3 separate regions of the Mus musculus genome follow, and regions 2 and 3 are each linked to region 1. A link is a contact called in public Hi-C data. All regions are on one chromosome and are shown on one strand. The core of a region is the stretch at or near the end of the contact, and the rest is flanking DNA. Distances in the headings are between cores, read along the strand shown.

Region 1 (4,053 bases), core at 693-3,192:
TTCACTTTTGTGACATGTATATGTGTGTGTGTGTATTATTTATATAACATATATGTTGATGACAAGCAAAGCTGACGCGACAAACATGTGACATCCAGACCATAGTTGCTCATCTAATAGCCTTGCTAGGGCTTCACTTCTCTGCTAAACCTTCCTCCACAGACACAGGGCCCAGGCTCTTCCCAGACCATTACCCCACTGCAACACAGGCTGAGAAATGTAGTCCAGCTTTCTACCTGAGCCAAGAAACAAGCAGATGTTGCAGGGAAGCAATTTCTGCCTGGCAGAATCAGGGATGGCTGCATTTTCTATTTATTTGTAACACTGTATCCTTAATGTCCCGCCTAAACTCTGCGGACATCTGTGGTTTTAGTCACAGTCTGGTCTCAGTAAGGTTCAATGCATCGGTGTTTAGTTCATCAATGATACAGTTGTGCTGTGCTTGAGAGTGGGGACAGAAGGCAGAGTGGTCTTCCTACTTCTCAAATGCAGCTTTCTCAAATGCCAGTGTTCCTGGCTTTGGGGTAGCCTGTCCTGAGGCCATCAAGAGATGCATGCATAGATGCATGACATTCAGGAGAGTGAGCAGAGGGCACTGAGTTCAAGGTCAGGTATCCCCGGAGGCATCTGCTGAGGAAACTGATGGATTGTGATTCTCAGGTCAGATTCTACCAAGGAATTTCAAGGGCATTTCTTAGATTCCTCAGATTCCTTCTGTAATCTGAGTCTCTCAGTCAGCTCTTGCAGAAGTCCTGTGGCCTTAAGCTTGATGCTTTCTGATAACATAGATAGCAATTATCTCTACTTTCAGAAGCTCCAGGGAGAGCTGAAAATGGGGTATGCTTTCTTCCCAGGCTTCAGTAGGATTCAATGGAGCTTTAGATCAACCTAGTGAGTCTGTCTGTCCGTCTGTCTGTCTGTCTCAGTAGCCTGACTAACAAACTCCTAGGATCTGCCTTGTGGGGTCTGTCAGAATAATCCCTATGTTCTTTCAAATGCCTTTAATGCAAAGAATTTAACATACATTGTATAGAAGTATCAGTACTCTAACATTACCTAGCTGTTGGGTCTTAAATAGCTAACTGAGGTGCATAATAACATATGGAAACAGATCCAATCTGCCAGTCTCCTTCAGTATCACCAGACCTATTGCAGAGATAAGCCAGCTGGTGTACCCTGACCCCTACCCTAAACTCTCCGCCCCAGGGACTAGACAGGTTTTCCCTTACCCAGCCTCCTTGATTTCTATGTAAGTCAGCCATTTTGGCTATGCTGGTTTCTTGGCCTCTTTGCCTCTGGATCTGAGTCTCATCTCTCATCCCTCCTTCTCCTCTTTCTCTCTCCTCCGTCCTCCCCCAGCCCTGAACTCCTCCATGGCCCAGTTCACTCTGGACTCTTCCCCACACCTCTGCTTACACTCCCCCTTAAAGCTATAATAAAGACCTCCACCCCCTAGGAACAGTCATGCCTTCCTTTTAGTTCTTCTTTTCATTCACTGAGCAAGAACAAAAAACTTTGAGTGCGTCCTATTCTTGGAGGTAGAGGAATGAACTTCCTGAAGCACGCACGGCATTATGGGGGACCTATGATTTCAAGAGAGGAGTAATAGCTGCTTGCAAAAGTCAAAGTGAAAATGTCTTCCAACCCCATAATAATAAAAACAAACCTCAGAAATGATAAGCTTCTAAACCACCACATCATATTCCAAGAACTTTGGGGGATCTGAATGTGCTAGCACACATACAGAGAGGGATAGGGACAGAAAAACACGTTAGGATCCGGCTTGAACTTCTTTCTTCTCTTATTGTCTGTTCAGTGAGCAAACAGGTCTTGCTCCCTTGCTCCTTTATCCCCCACCCCCCACCCCCATGAATACCATCCTTTCCTGGGGAAGGTTAGGGACCAAAATCATCAGTATTGGAAATTGTTCTGTTTTGCTTCATTTCTGGGCCCTGAGTCATTCTCCCCAACACCAGGACGCCCTCAGGGAAGAGTCAGAGGAAATGATGTCACTCTCTTCGGTCTCTTTTTTGAGCCTTGGGCTTTTTCTTTGGGCCAAAACTTTAACAAATCTGTTTTCTAATTAGCCAGCAATGAGTACAGGGAAATAAAGCATGCGCCCTGTGCTTTTCTTCTCTGTCCAGGCTGCAGAGGTGACTACTCCACAGGAACTCACACATGAGTCTCAACGTCTTATCAAACAGCTAGAAGCCTCTTGTTTGCTACTATTGAGTTGTTTGTTTTTGAAGACAGGCTTTCTTTCATTATAGACTAGCCTCAATTCACCAAGTAGCCAAGGGTGACCTTGAACTCCTGATCCTCCTGCCTCTACATCTCTATAGTGCTGACATTATAGGTGTGTATCTTCCACCATGTCTGGCTTACAAGTCTTTCTTATAATTTTCTTTCTTGGGAGTTAAGAAACCGAAACACCAGAGTGTCTTATCCAGTCTATTTGAGCTGAAAAAAAGGAGCCAGCAGCCAGGTAGGGGGGTGGGACCAGGCAGAGGATGGGACCATGAAGGGATTAGGGCCATGCAAAGAATGTGACCATGAATGTAAGGAACGGGTGGGGCCATGGAGGTAAGTGGATTTAAGTCTTCTGTTTCATCCATTAAATAAAACTCTTCCTATGCAAATAAGTAAAGCAAATCCCTACGTTTGGGAATTGTGCCTGTGGCCGATTTCCCATATTTGCTTGATGACAGTCCTTAGACATTTTAAACATGACCATTTCAGCTCTGCATCAGGTTTTGCTTCCCACCCACCACCCACCCCCATGATATTCAGCTTCTAGAAGTTCATCAGTCCTTGGAAAATTAACTGTGGCCTTGTGGATGAAGGTTGGAAGTAGGGCACTTTGGAAGACCCTTTCCTGGGAGCACCCTGGCCCAGGCAGCTGGTGTGAAGATCCCATACCTCAGTCATGGCGGGGGACAGATGGCATGTGGCTTCCTGCTAGAAAGTCACGGCCTGTCTTGCTCCCTCCTCAACTAGACCTCAGGGAAGTTTCCTTCAGGACAATGACTCTGTCTTAAGCTACATTAATGTAACTGATGCTTACTCTTAGGAGGGACCCAGAGCTTCAGTAGGGAAAGGCATACTTGCCATAGGATAGTCTAAGCATTGCATGGGAAGAGGACCATATTGAATGCTGCCGCTCCGAGGCCTACACAAAGCCTGGGATGGCTATTAAAATCTCCAACCATTTCATACTCTACTTTAGACAACTGACTCAGAAACTTCAGAGTGGGACCTCTGAGATTAAAAATAAATTTCAGACACTAGACTCTGCAAACAATGACCTTGTCCTTTCTGAGCACATGTTATATCCTCTTATCACACCTAGGAAGAATCATTGTGGGATCTTTTATCTAAAACCTGGTATCCTTTGTGAAAGCCAGACTCTTCAATTTGGAAAAGCCTGGGAGAGACTGGAACACACAAATCTAGGTGTCCTCTCATTTACTCTGAATGATCCTGCTGCCGTACAACGTGAAACTGCATGCGTATACATAAATACAGGCACAATGGGCATTTGCCTATGGCTGTGCACACATGTCCACGGCAGATTCCAGGTCCCTGTGCTGCTAGTGCCTGGAATCATTTGCTTTGATCCTTAGGATATTTCCTGACTAAGTCGTCCATAGCCAGTCCTGAGTCTAGGAAGTAGAAGGACCAATAAGGCAGGGATTTCCAGGGCAAAAATAAAAACCAGAACAAACAAACAGAAACAAAACTGAAACCACATGAGAGAAGTTTTTCTTTAAATGTGTGTGTTTACTTATATGTGTGCTTGTATGGTATATGTGTGTATATGCACATGTATGTGCAGTGGCCAGAAGTTGATACTGGGTGTCTTCCTCGGTGAAGCTCCAGCTTATGAGTTCTCACCTTCTGTCAGGATGTGCTGCATGCATGGATGCATGCTCAGGTGTGTAAGTGCAGGCACACATGTGCTCAGAACATAGGTGATGAGGTGAAAACCTTGGGTATTGGTCCTCACCTTCCACTTTGTTGAAGACAGCATCTCATTTTGTTGTTTGTTTGTTT
Region 2 (4,053 bases), core at 827-3,326, 160 kb before region 1:
GGCTTGATGGGGGGATGAAGGAATGAGCGAATGAGTGAGTTAATGAGTAAAGGTTCAGGGTCAAGTAGGGGCTCTCTTTTCCATGGGGGAGATCTGAGAAAGTTTATATAGCAAAAGAGAAGTTCAGGAGAAGATAACGCCCTCGGGGAAGGATAGAAATACCTCAAAGGGCCCTCTCCGTTCTACTCTCCTGTTGACACCAGTATCTGGCCCTCCCATCAGCCACTTAGCCTGGAGCCCAATTAGGGCAAAGACTCAAATTCTTCCCGCCATGGCCCCATGAAGTCTGGCTTCAGGGCTGCAGCCCATTTGGAAACCGGTCTTCAGTTCATTTGTGTGTTTTTTCAATTTGATTATTAAGTGCCGTTTAACACGGGCAAGGGGAAGGCCTGTTTTCATTCCTCAATTCGCCTTCCTCTCTGGCCTGCATGCCTCCCTAGTGAGTAATGGGGAGGGCTGCTTTTCTGGAACACGAGGGGAAACTTCCAGCAAATTGCAAAAGCATGTCTCTTCCTTGAAAAATCCTTTCACACTTGTTTAGTGCTGGGTTTGTAAAGTTCAGGAAAAGCCTCCGTAAACAGGCTCTGAATGGCCCTGCGTTTCTCTGCTCTCCTGGAGAACTTTCCTTTTTTCTCCTAAGGTGGTCTCTGGCCTGAAGGGATGGTAATGGAAGCAGAAAGAGCAGAGGGTAGTGGTATATCCCTCAGAAGGATAAACACACTTTAGAGCTGTCAGGACAGCAGGCTGGAGGAGCCCAGGAGGGGCCCCATGCCACCATCCCTCAGTCCCCACATGGCTGGGATAGCAAGGAAGACAGAAAGCTAACTAATAAGGTCCAGGAAGAGTATGACATTCTTCATATAGGAGCTTGCAATGCAAGGGGAGGAAATGGGAGACTGGGACAATAATGAATGTCAGAATTGCCTACAAAGGGTTCTGCCTAAAAGTCAGAGGCGGCTTTTAGTCCTCTGGCTTTCTCTGCACCATCTGTATTCCTCTAGCCAGAGAAATGCAGAGTTCTGAAAGAGGATGAGTGAGGAGCTCCACTCCTGCAGAGATACACTCATTCTTCCTTGGGCTGTTGACAGACAAGGTGGCTTTCTAAAAGGTAGGCAGGCAAGGATAGAGGGTGGGGCTCCTGGTAGCCAGTGGAGACCATTGGGGTCACTTCCAGAGCAAACCAGGGGAGGCGCTGTAAGAGCTCTGTGGGCAGTGCTCTAGTAACAGGCCTTCCTGTCAGTTACTGATCTAATCTCTGTTACTGTGACCAATTGGTCCCAGTCCATGAAAGGCTGCCTCTGCAGTGCATCTGTTACTGGTCCTCTTGGTCCACCACTGACATAGCAGGAAAAGTGGCCCCACCCACCTAATTCCCATTTCTCTGTCTTCTTTTTGAGTGTCCTACGCATTTTCTTTCTCATCCATACCAAACAAACAAACAAAAAAAAACAAACAAACAAACAAAAATGCTCAAGAAGAAATTGGGCATGGTTGTGCATGCCAGTAATCCCAGCACTTGGGATGTGGAGCTAGAGGGATCAGGAATTCAAAACCAACCTCTATGTAGCAAGTTCAAGGTCAGTCAGGACTACATGAAACCCACAGTCAAAACAACATCAAGAACAGGAACAGGAACTAAGAAAAGGCAGGTTGTGCTGTTGGGACAAAGACCTGAAATGGGCCAGGAGACTGAAGATGGGGGAGGGGGGCAGGGATATCAGGAAAGGGACAACAGAGTGTCTCCTCCAGCCCTGGGAATTCTCTGAAGTCCTGTGTGCCTTCTTCATACAACATAGCACTCAGGGAGGATAGCCATCAGATCTTGGTCCAGCCATGCCCCCATGGTGCTCAATAATCTAACAAAGGCTATGTGTATGACAGGAGAGCAAGGACCTTTAATCTGCTGGAGCCCAGGGCATCTGCCAGCCATCGGAGAACCAACTGTCTCCTTTTCCCCCATCAGAAACTGGGCTGCCGCCAAAGCGCCCTTTCCTCTTGCTTATGAAGCCCAGGATCCCCCTGCTCTGCAGGCTGCTGCCTCCTCTTCCCCTCCTAGCTAGCCCAGCCTCTTCTCTCTGTTCCGCCTTCTCCTCACCCCATCTCTTTTTCTCTTCCTCTTTCCATGCCTCTGATCTCCCAATGCCCCCATCCTTCCTGTTCCCTTGGCAGAGGGCAATGGTGTCATCAGGGGTTGGCCCTGGGTCTCCTCTAGCTCAGAACTGACTGGCTTCATGCGAAGTCTCTGTATACAGCTTCAGTGAAGACAGCTTCTCTCAATAGCTCTCTCATCCGTCCAGTTTGCGAATGGAGAAACTGATGCTGAGAGAGATGACACTACCTCCTCTCAAGGTCTTCTGCTGATGTAATTTTGCTCAAGGAATCATTCACTGAACACATCTGATCCCCTCTTCTTGGAAAGTTCCAGTCTGCATGATTGCACCAGGGCTATTAACTGAAGTGCTACCTTCTGTACCCTTAAGACATCCAACCCCATTGTGATCCTACTGCCTCTCCCACCCCCAATTTAGCATAAGTCTAGTGCAGGAAAGTTTTGGGTCTTTCTATATCTCAGGGCCCTTATTTCATCATCTATGGAGAATGAGCGATATTGGTTTCTTTTGATAATACCAGGGTCTTAAGCTCTCTGCATAATGTATTTGCAGGAGCTTACAGTAGAATGGCTTCCTTTTGGTCTCACCTAGACTGTCAACCACTCTCCCCACCTTCCCTCTTTGTCTTGAGGTTTTTGTAAATGCAAAGAAAATTGTGAGTTTCGAACACCCTCAGGGAGAAGGGAAAGCCTATCTGCTAATTATTATGAACCAACTAGCCAGGTTTGTATGGAGGGAACAGAAACAGAGTTTGTTCAGGTAGCTAGGGAAGTAGACCCTGGCTCCTGGAAGTTTCTTTTCAGGGCACACAGGTTTTTACATGCACAGATGGCTGCCTTGTATCTGGGCTCAGGGGCTTGCCTGAGAGATTGCCACACAGTCGGCACGCGCTGCACAACCTTGTCGGGAGAGAGTGTTTATGAGCCTCCCGGTTAATGATTCCCATTTATGGAACATGTGCGCGGCAGCCGAAGGAGGCTGGCTAGGACAGGACATCAGCAAGGCCTCGGCCTCACAGCCTGGCTGCACGCACAGGCTCAACAAGGCAGCTGCCGGGGCTGTTCTGTTATAAGCCGAGGGGATCCGAGGCTCCCCAGAAATCTGGCCTTTTCGGCTCCATCAACATGTTAGCGAAGAAGGTCCTGCGAGAGAGGCTGGGGCCAGACTGACTGAAGCAGGGCAGTAATAAAAACGGCTGCTGTTATGAGGGGGAAAGTTAATATTTCCAGGGTGTTCACTCCATGTGGGGCTTGTTGAAAGCTTGTGCATGTTTTCCCTTTTATTTAATCCTTACAACATGCCTGGTACAGTCCAGATAGGAATTTTGTCTGCTCAGTTAAGCTCCATGGCCCGAAAGAAGAAACACTCAGAATGACCTAGTGTCCTTTCCAGGGCCATAGACTTATACAATGGAAATATTCTCCTATATATTAATATTTATATATGTACATATGTATGCATTGTTTAAAATAAAGGTTTTCACTATGACATCTTCATGCATGCATATCATGTATTCTGCTCATATTTCCCCCCACCCCCTCACTCCCACCCCCTTATCTCCTCCTCCTGCTGCTGGCCGCCTTCCACGGAGCTGAAATTAAATCCCAGTGTAACGGTAGAGCCAGCCTGGGAGGTGTGGAAAAGTGAATTCTGGAAGTTCATTCATTCACATCCTTTTATACCACAATTGACATGACAGCTAAAAAAAAAAGATACATTTGAGGACTTAGAGCAAGCTAGATTAAGTTCCAGTTTTGCTTTCTTGGGTCTGGGAGATGGCTCAGTGGCTCAGAGTGCTTGCTGTCAAAGCTGGAAAATCTGAGTTCAAATCGCCAGCACCCACTCAAAGGCTGAGCTTGACTGTGCCTGCCTGTAACTGCAGTGGGTGGAGACAGGGGGATGCTGTGAGCTCTGCAGCCAGCCAGACACCCTGTCTCAACAA
Region 3 (4,053 bases), core at 570-3,069, 140 kb before region 1:
ACCGTTCTGCCTCTCTCTGGGGTCTGGGAATGAGAGAGGAAGGAGAGGCTGTAGATATGCTGCTCAAAATGTTGATGGAACCTGTTAAACACAGAAAGCGATAGTTTAGTGAATGTTTGGGCAATTCACTCCAGTAGGACATCCAAGTCCATAGTCAGTGAGTTGGTCACAGTGATTGAGGCAGTAAGGACCTTATTGGATGCTTTTTAAATCACACACGTGCTGATGCTGAGGACAGACATCATACGACATATTTTGACCATGTTTTCCCACTCCTTCAACTCGTCCCAGATCCTTTCTACCTCCCCACTCACACGACTTCATATCTTTTCTCTCTCTGTTTCATTTGTAAGTGTGTGTGTGCTCTCGCGAGTTCTATGCATATGTATGTGCATATGTGTATTCATGTCCTCTTAGAGGCTAGGAGAGGACATCAGCTCCCCTGGAGCTGGAGTTATGGTGGGTCATGGTCCACCCAACATGGACACTTGGAACAGGACTCCAGTCCTCTTCAAGAACAGCAGGCTCCTTTAGTCACTGAGCTATCTCTCCAACCCCAGGAACCATGTCTGTGATATAAAACCCGTAACTTGAAGTTAGCCACAGAGAACCATCAAACACATTCATTGGAAAACCATTCCTCAAAAATAACTGCAAAATGTAAACACCATGAAAAGGGAGCTTTGCGGAGCTGCGCCGGGTTTTCTGTAGAGACTGAGATGTGGCACTTAAACAAACCTACGTTCTGAAACAATCTTAAATCACAGAACTGGGGCAGTTGGTGTGGCTTGAACAAGACCTGTCCATCATGTCACGGTAGGTATCAACCTTCATTTCCCTAAGGTGACCACTTTCTGTGGGAAACAGAGAGCATTCTTATGTTTAGGGCCTGCATACTGTGTATTAAAGAGGCATTAGGTTTCGAGCAATTCAGGAAAAATCATAATGCTCTAGTTGAAGTAGGCCAGATAGAAGATGCAGACTTGGTTCATGGTCCAGGGATGCAGTGTTAGCAAGCACCTCGGGGCTCAAGGGGAAAATGTGGGCACATGGGGGTCACAGTTGTCTCTACATTTACACCATACCTCTTCATCTGTTAGTCCCTGATAGCTGAGTTCTTTAAATTCACAGCCCAAATACAGGATCTGCCCTAGTGTCTCAGAAGTTCAAAAACTTCTACGTATTTCCCACACTTACTGAAATCCGACGGTGCTAGGTACTGGTGATACCTCTAGTCAGGGTGCTTGTCTTACGGTCTTTTCCATCTGTATTCCAGAGGTTGTCACAGGAAGTCAGTATTCAGTTGGGGTCACCCCATGTATTGCTGGGGAAATTCAAGGCTGTCCAAACATTTCCTGATTCTAATCTTGGGTTATCTGCTCCATTTCTCCTTTTTCCTAGAATCCCTTTCCTTGCGAGAATCTTCTTTAACCCTCAAGAAGGTGACATGAAGTGCAGTATGTTTTATGTCATACTGGAAAATGTGTAGGGGATGTGGGAGGAGAGATCACGGCTCCTGGGGGGTGTCATTTTATAGGAAGAACGTGGGTATCAGGGTCAGAGACGCCGGGTGTAAATATGGGTGGGTCACTTACGATTTGAGTAAGTGTTCAGAGTTAAAGGTTTCTGTCTGTAACACAAAGACTATTTAGTTCTGAGGGTTATGTCTTAAGGAGAGGCACAGTAGAACTCATGATTTCTTGCCATAGGTGGCCTTCTTAGGATTATAGGAAAATTTCAGCTCTCTGTCTTTCTGCTTGTTCCTCCGGGGCAACCCTCAAGTCACCTCAGAAACAAGCCTTGTTTCTATGGAGATTTGTGTAAGGTAAACAGATCTGAAAAGGGGAAGCCCAGACACCCATCCCAACACCCACTCACACCCAGCCCGCTGCCTCAGCAGAAATGTTTCCAAAGAAATGCTTTTCAAAGCTTTCGGGAAGGCCCCCAAATGCTTTCAAAGTTTCTCCTGTATCTCCATTGTCCTACTCTTGAAGTGAGCAATGATTAAAAACAGATAATAATGAACTTCACGTAAGAATGGATCAAAAGTGGAGTCACACAGGTCTCCAGTGTCTAATATAATTAGGCTGATACACTGTTGAGACCAAATGATGGCTTTTCTCTTTCTTTTCCTTTCCTGCATGTGCACATTTATTTGAAGAACTTTGAATACGTAGAAGAGGACAAGAGACCTACTCGGTGTCAGTGTTCATCCAAACAGCTTACTCTATTCTGAAACTCAGGTTTCCCTCTTTTGCTTCCTTGCACCCCATAACATCATTACTTGTAGATATCAAAGAAGAGCTGTGTCTTTGAACGTACACAGAAGTCAAGGCACATAGATCACACTAACTTCACATAACGAGGAGCAGTAATCCCCCTGTCCCTTTCCACTGAATAATACCTTCTTTGGTAAATCCTTTAGAAGTACAAACATGCATCCAATCAACTCCCTTTGAAAACATGCCCCAAATAAATTAGCTGCCTTAGAAACCTATTAACCCAAGCAGCTATTAGGTAATAGACATTTCTAAATTAAACTTAACTTTAGATCTCTCTTCTAGAGATCTTTAAATCTCTAAAGACTTTAGAGCTCTTCAGTGATCATCGATTTATGGGGATGTTAATATTCACTTAAAAGACTAATAACAGAATGGTTTCCTTCTTTCCCTGTCAAACACAAGGGCCGATTTTTGATGAGTGAAAATCACCTCCTATCTTAGCCATAACATCCCCAAGGTGCGACACCTGAAATGACACAGCAGAGACATAAATCACAGAAATAGAAACTCATGAAATGACAGCTGACAGTGGTAGACACTCTTGCTGTTGCTCACACCACATAAGAGAGAGAAAGGGCATCTAATAAGCCTCCATTTGTTTCCCTATGAGTCAGTGATGCAAGCCTTGAGTTTCTCACAGGCCCCATCGAAAAATCTAGAAGCAGAAAGCTTCAGTATTAGATTCACACAGTGGGAAGAAGACTAACAAAAGATTTTTTCTCAAAAAGAAGTCATCTAGATGTCCCTGAGCAGACCAGTTAATGTTACCATCCTCGAGGTGAACACAGAGTCTTAGCTAGAGGATAACAGACAGGGTCCTAGAGTTAACAGAGGAAACGCCCGGGTGCATGACCATAACTATCTTTAGCTACATCCATCCGGGTTAGAGAGAAAGCCTAGGCCACTGATAACAAACATCTCTATTTCCATCTGCTAACATCAGACCCAGAACAGAGAGGCAAGGGGAAACCCAGAGTCTTTCCCTTTGTCTACAAATGTATCTGCTAGATGCATTGCTCGAAGCCTCGAGTAGCCACAAAACCATAGAACCTGCCAAGCCTTGGAGCTGGAAAATTCTAGAAGAGGAAGCTGCTGTTAAAGGGAGTAAAATGACTCGCTTTACCACACTACCCTTCACCGCGTGTGACTTGAATGGAAATAGTCTTTTTCTGACATAAATGAAATCAAACCGAATGAGTGTGCTATGTGTCAGCAGATGCTGCGCCCCATGCAGCTAGCTCATTGCCTAACAGAGGAAATGTGGATTCGTAGAACTAGCTTCCTACTTTGAACACTATTTTTCCTGTAATTGGGTAAGGCCGGGGGCAAACTCTGGTCAGAGCCTGCAGAGATAAAGGGAAGCTGTGCAAACACAGACACATCAACTGCAGGCCCAGTGAAGACTTCCAGAACATGTACCACTGCAGGATGATATTAAGCATGGCCAGCATGGGAGAGGCAGTTTAGACATACAGAACAAGCTTAAGACACATACAACCTTTTCCTTCAGGAACAATCGAAACAACTCTAAGAGATCATCAAAGATCAAGGACAGGACTGAGATGTTCAGGCCTCAAAGCAATTGCCTTGCAAACCTGAGAACCCAAGTTTGATATGTAAAACTCATGTAAAATACATAAATGAACACCACACACACACACACACACACCCCAAATGCAATACTGATCATGATCCCCCCCCCAAAAAAATACTTGTGAAATCATTGGGTATTGGAAAAGTCAAGGGCAGCTTGGCTCATCTGAGAGTCAGT

The links. A called contact is a pair of places that touch in the nucleus more often than the background predicts.
Region 2: a contact with region 1 is called in a Hi-C map of bone marrow-derived macrophages, with 62 read pairs. The contact joins two enhancer-like sites. A contact is called at or near these places in 16 of 39 promoter capture datasets (the 3T3-L1 cell line, 3T3-L1-derived adipocytes, the C10 cell line and 12 more), 1 of 15 datasets of contacts at CTCF or cohesin (the NIH/3T3 cell line), 6 of 484 Hi-C or Micro-C datasets (bone marrow-derived macrophages, cerebellar granule neurons, muscle stem cells and 2 more), 14 of 115 datasets of contacts at active chromatin or transcription factors (CD8 T cells, the HPC-7 cell line, the NIH/3T3 cell line and 6 more) and 6 of 9 other capture datasets (adipose tissue, bone marrow-derived macrophages, embryonic stem cells and 3 more).
Region 3: a contact with region 1 is called in a Hi-C map of bone marrow-derived macrophages, with 67 read pairs. The contact joins two enhancer-like sites. A contact is called at or near these places in 10 of 39 promoter capture datasets (3T3-L1-derived adipocytes, the C10 cell line, the HPC-7 cell line and 6 more), 2 of 15 datasets of contacts at CTCF or cohesin (CD8 T cells and the NIH/3T3 cell line), 11 of 484 Hi-C or Micro-C datasets (B cells, CD8 T cells, Th1 cells and 5 more), 13 of 115 datasets of contacts at active chromatin or transcription factors (CD8 T cells, the HPC-7 cell line, Th17 cells and 7 more) and 5 of 9 other capture datasets (adipose tissue, bone marrow-derived macrophages, liver and 2 more).

The regions. Positions count from the first base shown.
Region 1 is chr5:53,541,624-53,545,676 of GRCm38.p6, forward strand. No RefSeq gene overlaps it. Among named protein-coding and RNA genes, the nearest start is that of Gm40304, 3.5 kb to the right of the region's middle. Within about 2 kb of position 1,943, at least 85 of the 459 cell types and tissues checked have an H3K27ac peak or open chromatin away from gene starts, as enhancers often do. A contact at or near this core is called in CD8 T cells, the NIH/3T3 cell line, Th1 cells and 9 more, where this site is marked.
Region 2 is chr5:53,376,690-53,380,742 of GRCm38.p6, forward strand. No RefSeq gene overlaps it. Among named protein-coding and RNA genes, the nearest start is that of Gm40303, 110 kb to the left of the region's middle. Within about 2 kb of position 2,077, at least 130 of the 459 cell types and tissues checked have an H3K27ac peak or open chromatin away from gene starts, as enhancers often do. A contact at or near this core is called in the NIH/3T3 cell line, adipose tissue, bone marrow-derived macrophages and 3 more, where this site is marked.
Region 3 is chr5:53,399,427-53,403,479 of GRCm38.p6, forward strand. No RefSeq gene overlaps it. Among named protein-coding and RNA genes, the nearest start is that of Gm40303, 130 kb to the left of the region's middle. Within about 2 kb of position 1,820, at least 105 of the 459 cell types and tissues checked have an H3K27ac peak or open chromatin away from gene starts, as enhancers often do. A contact at or near this core is called in CD8 T cells, the NIH/3T3 cell line, Th1 cells and 6 more, where this site is marked.